3 separate regions of the Rattus norvegicus genome follow, and all the other regions are linked to region 1. The links are chromatin contacts, called in public Hi-C maps. All regions are on one chromosome and are shown on one strand. The core of a region is the stretch at or near the end of the contact, and the rest is flanking DNA. Distances in the headings are between cores, read along the strand shown.

Region 1 (3,073 bases), core at 327-2,826:
TCAGCTAATACACAAACTTATGCTTGTAGTGAACGGTTAAACAATGCAATACCCCACTGTCCTCCAAAAGGGAACGGACACCCATAACTCTGACTGCCCAGATTCACACCATCCCTGCTATTTTCTTTACAGAACACAGCAGCTGGGGTCACCTTTGTAGTCTTCTTTTTTGGGGGTTCTTGTTTTGTGTTTTTTTGTTTGTTTTCTATACAATGTTATTTTTAAATATTTTTTATCATTTTTGCGATTATAATTTGATTGCAACATTCCTCCCTTCACTCTCCTCCCTCCAAGCCCTCCCATACAACCTCTCCACTCTCCTTCAAAGTCATGGCCTTTTTTAAAAAAGTTGTTATTGTGAGTTTATATGTATGTACACATATATTCCTAATTGGTTAAGTCTCACGGTGCCAAAGCTGGCCTCAAAACGAGGCTAACGATTTTCCTGCCTGTCTTCCCACCGCTGGGATTATGGGCATACACCGTCACACCTGACTGAGATTTCCTTCTTTTACTATTCTTTCTGACGGCGGAGGTGGGGTGGGGTAGTAATGAGGGACGATGAGGACAAGTGAATCTTAGTAAGAATCACTGAAACTGGACTCAGGTAGAATAGATGCTCCATCACGCCAAGGTGAGTGCTCACCCACCAAGAACTACAAGCCTCGGCCTCCTTCAGTCGGTCCGGCCCACAAATTTCCACTCCAGCTGTTCACTCCACCCTCCTCCTACAAGGCGACTGCGGTGGCCAACTCCTCTCCTGTCTCTAGCGCCATTCTTTGTCGCTAAACTTCAGTAGGTGCACATGGTGGCGCTCAGAGCTCCCTTTCCCCAGAGCCTAAGGCCCATCCACCACGGTGATCTTGCAGATCACAGGATCGGGTCCGACTCGATCGGAGACCAGCGTAGCCCAAGCAGGCACACGCGGGCAGGGCTTAGATCGGAGCACGGTGGGTGCCCTGTTTACTGGTTGGGGCCTGTGGTCACTTCCAGACTCAGCTGCGCACACAGGCGGCGCCTCCTTCCCTGCTCTGGACTTAGTAGGACTACACCCTAGCCCGGAGGGCACAGTGGATCTCCGGAAGATCTTGGTGGTTAGGGCGCCCGATTGGGCTGCCAGGCCACCCAGTCATCCCGCGCCAAGGTCTCTCCAGGCCCGGGTCCCGGGCTGTTTCCTCCACGGGCACCCTCCCGCGCCAGCGGCCTCGATTGCCGCGCTGTTCCGGTCCCGAGGCCCCCTCCCCGCAGAGCCGGCGCTCCCCGGCTGTTCCCGCCCCCTCCCGCCCCGCGGCTGTTCCGGCCCGGACGCCCTCCGCCCTCCGCCCCGCGGCCTCCGCGCGCCCTGGGCCCGGCGCTGCGAGGGCGCGGCGGGAGGGGGCGCCACGCGGAACAGCCGCTGCCCCGGCCCGGCGCGCTCACCCTCCAGGGCCTCGAAGATCGCCTGCGCCATCTTGGAGCTGCCGCCGCCCGGGGAGTCGAAGCGGGGCTACGCAAGCATTGTGAAAACCGCGGTGGGGTCGAGGCCGCCAGGGGGCGCCCAGGAGCCGGCGCCGAACCCCCTGCCCCGGAAACAGCTTTCCCTGCTGTCCGGCTGGAGACCCAGTCCCCTTGTAGTTCCAACTCTACACACACACATCCGGCGCTCGCACATCACCTCCCAACGCTGACACTGACCCCGGTTCTGCAACACGCACCCCATTATCGCTGCACACAGTATTCTCCAACGTTGCAACATCAACCTGCCTCACCGGATTGCCAGTTAGAAGGACACCCCATACCTTGCAACTGTGCCATGCAGATTGGAAAGCAATCTCGAATGACTCCCATCTCTGCTTGGTCTTAATTCATCAGTATATGTTAGATTCCCTCAGGGCTCTTCTTAACCCCAATTTCCATCTTTGGAGGGACCTCCATTCCCATTCACACACTTCAAGACCGTGATTCTCTGACACCGCATTTCTTTCACAACCCTATTCTCAGCCATTGCTAGCCCAACTTTATGACCTCTTTTTTACACTTATTATTTATTTTGTTTTGTGTGTATGTGGGCACACATGGCATGTATCTACACACAGACGCAGACACACAACAAAACACATGTGTGAATATCAGAGGACAATGTTCAGGAATCGATTCTCTCTTTCCACCCTGTAAGACCCTGGAACTGAACTCCGTCTCTGTAGCAAGTACTTTTACCAGCTGAGCCTTCTCCAAAGGCTATGTTTGGTTTATAATCCACAAGTCCACTTTGAACTGCCAGTATATTACATTGATGGGTGTGGGGTCATTCACAGGAACATGGTCTATCAGGGACTATACATGCCCTCAGAGGAAACTGACTTTCCCACCCAAGGCAGCCCTCAGTGGGGATCTTTGAGCTTTCCCCCCATGCATTCTAGAATGGTGACTGGCTTGATCCTGTGCAGGCAGAGAAACCTACATCTGGTCTAAGTTTGTGAGTGCTGTAGTCCTGTCATTTCCGAGACACTATTTCACCCCAGGTCTCCCCAACCTCTGGCTCTTATAATATCTTCCCACCCCCTCATTCATGGTGATGCCTGAGTCTTAGACAGGGGAAAAGATGAGAAAGAAGTCCTACTGTGGCTGAACACTCTACTGACACGTTGACCAGTTTCGAGTTTCTGATTTCACTGCCGTCCATTACACAAAGATCTGTAATGATAGCTGAGAGCCGCGCTAATGTGTGGATGGAGAGATACGAATGTTAAGGGCAGTTTGATATTATGATCATTCAATCTTTAAAAATATTTAACTACGGGGTTGGGGATTTAGCTCAGTGGTAGAGCTCTTGCCTAGCAAGCACAAGGCCCTGGGTTCGGTCCCCAGCTCTGAAAAAAAGAAAAAAGAAAAGAAAAAAAAATTTAACTACAATGTGGACTACTGAGATCAGTCTGCTGCCCTTGGGCAACCAGAAAGAGTTGGAAGCCCACACAGAGAAAGGGGAACCAGAGAGATGTCATCCACAGTGGATGGCTTCCATCATCATAACCACACTGTCATCCTAAGACTGCATTACCAGGGATTTGACTCCAAATGGCCTTCTTGTTTTACC
Region 2 (3,073 bases), core at 236-2,735, 230 kb before region 1:
TTATCTAGCTTCCAGGTCTAGTTTTCTAGACTGGTCCAAATGTCTACCTTCACAAACCAACCATCTCCAACTTAAAAACCACCCCTAGTTTATGCACCCCCATCTCCTTTCCATTTTTAAAAAAGACAAAGTAGCACGCCTTCAACTTGTGCACGCATGCACGCACACACACACACACACACACACACACCCGTCCCAAGATGACCTTAATTTCTTGACCCTCCTCATCTCAAGTGCTGTGACTACCACATCTAGCCTCTTTCTGGGAATCCTAAAAATATTAATATATTTTTCAGCAAACAACTACCTAACTTAATAGTCAAGGGAACATGACTTGACATTCTACAGTCTAGACTAATCTGCTGTAAACCTGACTCTGCTATGCCTCCGTTGTTAAGCTTCCAATTCTGTCTCTCAGGGTAAATCTAGCATTTAAACTTGCCCACGACTGGACCTGTTTCTTGTTCACCTGCAAGGAGGAGTTGCTTAGTTGATTTTAGCCCATACCTGGTGGGTTATTTCTGGTTTTATTCTCCTCCCTTTCCCCTTAAATAACTCTAGGACAGCAAGTAGTAAGTAAGCCCTAATATACTTTGTCTATATAGAGTTACAGGATAGTCAGGTCTACATTGAGATTCTGCCTCAAAATAACTACTTAAATACATAATAAAAAATAAATAAATAAAAAAGGAAATAAAAATTAAGTGGTAACCAGTCTAATGTCAGGTGCTGGAAGGTATTAAGAAACAGAATGTTGGGTTCTGTTGGGCTCAATTCTCTCCTAAGCTACGTGTCTCTACCCTCTCAAACTACCATCCCACAAACATGGATCAGGTAATGCAGTTTGTCGAGCCAAGTTGGCAGTTTGTAAATAAAGGACTCAATTTGGCTGGTTAAAAGATGCACCAAACCTGATAGAAAAGAATTCCAGAAGATCACCATGACCACAGCGATTGTATTTGCTATCATGGCGTTCATTGGCTTCTTTGTAAAACTGATCCACATCCCTATTAATAACATTATTGTGGGTGTCTGAGTCCTTTCTCATCATGGGACTGGTGAACCAATGAGGGGGTGACAAGCTCATGAAGTAAAAAGTTGCCTGGATGCTTTGTGGTTTTTGTTTCTTTCCTCCTTCCTATGACGTTTTCTATTTCTAAATTAAAATAATTTCAAAATAAACATTTTCCAATAACAACAACAACAACAACAACAACAACAACAACAACAGAATGTTGCTAGGTGGTGGTGGCCCACGCCTTTAATCCCAGCACTCAGAAAGCAGAGGCAGGCAGGTCTCTGAGTTCCAGCCCAGCCTGGTCTACAGAGCATGTTCCATAACAGCTATGGCTACACAGAGAAACCCTGTTTCCAACAACAACAGCAACAGCAGCAGCAGCAGCAGCAGCAGCGGAAAGGAAAAGGAATGAAAGGGGTGGGAGGAATGTTATGGTTTGGACATAATAGCCCCACAAGTTCGTGTGCTGAATGAAGACTTGTTTCCAAATAGACGCACTACTCTTAGTGACTGGACTGTGAGGATGCTAGTCAGTCTATCAAGGATTAATCCCATGATGAGCTCCTGGCTGTACAGGATATAAGGGGACAGACAGCACCTGGCCCCCTTAACCATGACATTCTGCTTTACCACAGACTTAGAAACAAAGAACTAAACATTGGTTGAAACCTCTGAAACCTTCTCACTCCCTTAACACAGAAAGTCTATACTAATGCTGTCACTCCATCTCAGTGTCCAGTATCACAAACTTCAGTAGCATCTCCTTTTGTGCCTACCAAACCATCACAGCAAAAGGAGGGACTCCAGGCTTGGCCTTGGCCACCCTCCCTCATCTGTGCCTCAAGGTCTACTATTTCAATGTTGTTACCATGTGGTGAGACCTGAAGGGACAGCAGAGGCAGGATGAGGTCTTAATTATCTCCCCATAGCATGGCCAGAGTGTATATCCCACTTCTCCTGTATTCGACCTTTGACTATGGCTTCTTCAAATGGAAGCTTGGAATCTATGAGGATTGTGACTTATCAATTAACAGAGAAATGCAGCAAACAGTGGGTAGGGGACTATCTTAAATCACCAACAAACATCTATTCATGACTAAAAATAAATTCTAAACTAATCATGGACCAAGTATTAGCAAATGAAATGTGTGTTTATTCATCTGGTAAGTTAGTCTGGTGACTAGACTCAGGCAAATGTGAGACACCCACATGCTCAGAAAGCAGATGTGCCCTGGTTCAAGTCCACTGCCCCAGAAGTAGCCTAAGCAGAGCAGTGTGAGTAATCAGAAGAGAAGAAACATGGAAGAACCATCTACCAAAAGGGAGACTGTCTCTGATGAATTACACTACTGGGTAGTAGCAAGAAATTGTAGAAAAAATATACAGAATTACGTCTTTAAAACTTATCATTCCTCTTCTTCTTATCAGTCCTCTCCTTCTTCTGTAAATATACACTGACTAAAAGAAGCTTCCTAGTTAATTTCTGCTGGATGTTTTGAGAACCTGACATAATGTTGTGCTTGGCTATCTATCCATTATCTATGTATCTACCATTGGCTCTTTACTTTTATTGTGGACAGATATACTCAGCTCACTTGTTCAAAACCAAAAGTATGACTATCATTAAGTCATTCTTTGGAACACGTAAAACAGAGATCGTAGATCACAAAAGCCTCTCACTATGAGGCAGACGATGGTGTTCAAGGTAACCAAAGACAAGTTTGTACTAAAGTCAGAGCTGCCACAAGTATGAGTGAGACCAGAGTTGGTCCTTTCAACCTTGGCCAAGAATGGCCTCAGTGCTGAGCATAGAGTAGTTCCTTAGTTTCTGATATCTTTAAGGCAAATTCATGGTCTGTCTTAGAGCAAATTCACAAGCCCAAGAGCCAATCAGCACTTTGCTGTGAAACTGCAATTTAGCCCTCTCCCACTCTTCATGCCTCCCAAAGCTGGCTCCTCACCGTGATAATGTGGCAAGATTAGTCACTGCTTGCCGTTTCTTGATTATAGCTATTCTTTTCTGTAAATGAAGTTTAAAACTCATCAAAGGGTTTG
Region 3 (3,073 bases), core at 429-2,928, 220 kb after region 1:
AACAGGGTCTCACTCAGTTGCCCAGGCTGGCCTTGAACTTGTGATTCTCCTGTTTCAGGCTGAGTATCTGAGATTACAGATCTTTCTCAGTAAGTCTAGCTTGTCCTTCAATATTTAACTTAAAGTCTAGAGTTCAATTCTAAGCATATATATGACAGCTCAAAACCATCTTTAATTCTAGTTTCTGGGATCTGATGCCCCTCTTCTGGCCCTCGAGGACTGACTTTATGTGGAGCATAGACATCCGTCAAGGCAAAACACCAATCCACATAAACATTAGAATAATTTAAAAAAGTATAACCTGGAACTTGCTATGAACTCTAGCTAGCCTAGAATTACTTCATGATCCCCCTGCTTCAGTCTCCTAGTGCTGTGATTACATATGGCATCTTGCTTGGTCCAGTAAGTACTCAAGAGCGAACAGTGACATTATCTCCTGCTGTTATGCACGTAGCACACTGGAGTAGGAGGGAAATGAGCTTGGAAGCCAGAAAGACCTAGGTTAGAAGAGAGGTCTGCTTTTAGTGCTTGTGTGTCTCAGTTTCCTCATCAATAAAATCGCAACAATGTGGGCTGGAGAGATGGCTCAGCGTTTAAGAGCACTGACTGCTCTTTCAGATGTCCTGAGTTCAATTCCCAGCACTCACGTGGTGGCTCACAAGCATCTGTAATGAGATCTGCTGCCCTAAAGAGTAAAAAAGATAGTAACAATGTATCGGTTATGCAGGATTTATACAAGGCACAACTGATAGCATAGATCAGCCAGTCCATGTGCCATGCAAACATGGAATAAGTGCCATACATATATGTATGTATGCATGTATGCATGTAACACATGTCTTTATTTATTTTCATTATTTTTGTGTGCACGGGTATAGGTGTTTGCAATGTGAACAGAGGTTCCCAAGCTAGTGGTCTCAGATCCCCACGGAGCTGGAGTTACAAGTGACTGCGAGCTGTGAATTTTACTCTGGTCCTCTATAAGAGCAGTACATGCTCTTAACCTTTGAGCCTTCTATCTCTATCTCTTTATGTCTTTTTATTTTGTATCTTTTAAAGGCAGGGTCTCATGTAGCCTAGACTGGCCTCAAACTTGCAGATCCTCCAGCTTCTATTCCAAGTGATGGGACCAAGTTCTCAAAGGAGTGGCGTTTCTCCTCCCGGTGGGTAGGGTAGACCTACATCTTTAGAGGCCGCACCCTCAAGCTGAGTCACGCCAACAGACCTCCGCTGGTACCCTCTCCCTATGGCACACATCTTCCCTATGGGAAACCATCTTCTTCCTTAGCTCATTTAACTCTGTCTGCAGAGTCCCTGGAGCCTACCGTCCCGCCACAGGCAGCTCTGCCCCAGGACCCTTGATTCTTTTTTTTTTTGTCCTTCTGCTTCCACGAGCTACACACAGTCCAATCCTCGACGGCACACAGAACCGGATTCTTATGTTGCCCCATTCACAGAACCCGGCCCCCTTTATGTTCCCGAACAGCACCCCACCCTCATCCTCCTCTAACTGTGGCCTTGCGGGAGCGCGGTTCTGACCAACTCCTAAGCGATCCCCGCAGCACATCCTTAGATTACCGGGGAGCGTCTCTTCAGTTTCTCCCGGGGCCCCGCCCCCGTTAGCACCGCCCCCGACAGCCTGTCCTGCGAAGCTCCGCCCCCGAGGCCCGGGGAAGGGTGGCGGCTGGCTCTGCTGCCCCGCCGCCCTCTGCCCTGGGCGCTGGGTCGGAGCGGGCCGGGTACGGCGGGACCGGGCGAGCGCAGCGTACTGGGACTTCGAGGCGAAGATGGCGTCAGGCAGGCGCGCTCCGCGCACCGGGTTGCTAGAACTGCGCTCCGGGGCGGGCTCCGGGGCGGGTGGTGAGCGGTGGCAGCGGGTGTTGCTCACTCTGGCGGAGGACGCGCTGACCGTGAGCCCCGCCGACGGCGAGCCCGGCCCGGAGCCCGAGCCCGCGCAGCTCAACGGCGCCGCTGAGCCCGGCGCGGCGTCCCCACAGCTGCCAGAGGCGCTGCTGCTCCAGCGGCGCCGCGTGACGGTGCGCAAGGCCGACGCCGGCGGGCTCGGCATCAGCATCAAGGGTAGGTGCGGGGCACCGAGGGCACGGGGTCGTGTTGTCTGTGTCGCTGCGGAGCTCTCAGGGATCACGGGGGCTGGCAGGGCACTGAGACTAGGTAACCGAAAACCTGTCTAGGGCGGAGCAGAGTCTCCCGGGGAGGAAGGAACAGAGTGAGGGAAGAGCACCAAGGTCGGAAGGGGTTTGGGGAGTTCGGGTGTCTTACAGGAGACTCAGAAGTGTGGAAGGATGGGGGCGCACCAAGGACATAGGTGCTTAGTTCGGTTTTGAAGCAAAACCGTAGCTATGGGTACCAAGGGCAGGAGGGTCCTCGGGAAGACAGACGGGGAGCGGGGGCGGCGGCGAAAGGAAAGGGAATTGAGACCTGGGACACTGCTAGGACAAGGGGGAAGTCATGAGACACAACCTAGGTGAATGGGTAGAGGCCTGGAGTCTGGGAGCTCAATGTGGGTGCCAGGGATGGATAGGAGGCACAGGCATGGTAACAGAGAAGGGGCCAGTAAGGACCAAGACATCTTGGGCTCCCGAGGCTGTATGCCTAGGCTGGGAGTTCTAATGGAAAGAATGAACCCAGAGTTGCCTTTCCTTCCTGAGAATTCTTAGTTTTCAAGAATGACAATTGTTTGACATGGTCTTGTGTATCCCATGCTGGCCTCATAGACACTACGTAGCAAAGGAGACCACCGAATGTCTAATCTTCCTATCTCCACCTCCAGAGGGTTTGGGATTACTGGGATGGGCTGCTAAATAGGTTTATGTTGTGCTGGGGATCAAGCCTAGAGCTTTCTATACACTAGGCAAGCACTTTACCGAGTGACGACTTCTCCAGCTCATTCAGGCAACCATCGGAGTTCTAGAACTCTGTGAACATCCACAAGTCACTTCCCATCTGAGTCTGGTTTGGTAACTATAGGATGAGGAAGGGCTTGCCAGCATGTGTGGGAAAAAGAGGCCAGGAGGGACTCCCAAAGCAACTAAATGTGGTGCTTAAAATCTAT

Evidence for each region. Hi-C and Micro-C count contacts between places; a contact is called where the count stands out from the background.
Region 2: a Hi-C map of Schwann cells shows a contact between it and region 1, with 3 times the contacts expected there. The contact joins the enhancer-like site here to the promoter of Zfp341 in region 1. A contact is called at or near these places in 3 of 12 Hi-C or Micro-C datasets (Schwann cells, kidney and mammary epithelial cells).
Region 3: a contact with region 1 is called in a Hi-C map of Schwann cells, with 4 times the contacts expected there. The contact joins the promoter of Snta1 here to the promoter of Zfp341 in region 1. A contact is called at or near these places in 10 of 12 Hi-C or Micro-C datasets (the A7r5 cell line, Schwann cells, frontal cortex and 6 more) and 1 of 1 datasets of contacts at active chromatin or transcription factors (oligodendrocytes).

Annotation. Positions count from the first base shown.
Region 1 is chr3:163,581,440-163,584,512 of GRCr8, reverse strand. It overlaps Zfp341 (zinc finger protein 341), which reads right to left and starts at 1,576. Exons shown (of 14, transcript XM_039106692.2): 1 at 1,420-1,576. The coding sequence starts at 1,450.
Region 2 is chr3:163,815,558-163,818,630 of GRCr8, reverse strand. The region is part of intron 2 of Raly (RALY heterogeneous nuclear ribonucleoprotein); the gene reads right to left. It also overlaps the pseudogene Sec61g-ps7. Among named protein-coding and RNA genes, the nearest start is that of Eif2s2, 38 kb to the left of the region's middle. Within about 2 kb of position 1,485, at least 1 of the 93 cell types and tissues checked has an H3K27ac peak or open chromatin away from gene starts, as enhancers often do. A contact at or near this core is called in Schwann cells, where this site is marked.
Region 3 is chr3:163,365,532-163,368,604 of GRCr8, reverse strand. It overlaps Snta1 (syntrophin, alpha 1), which reads left to right and starts at 1,678. Exons shown (of 8, transcript NM_001100901.1): 1 at 1,678-2,079. The coding sequence starts at 1,788.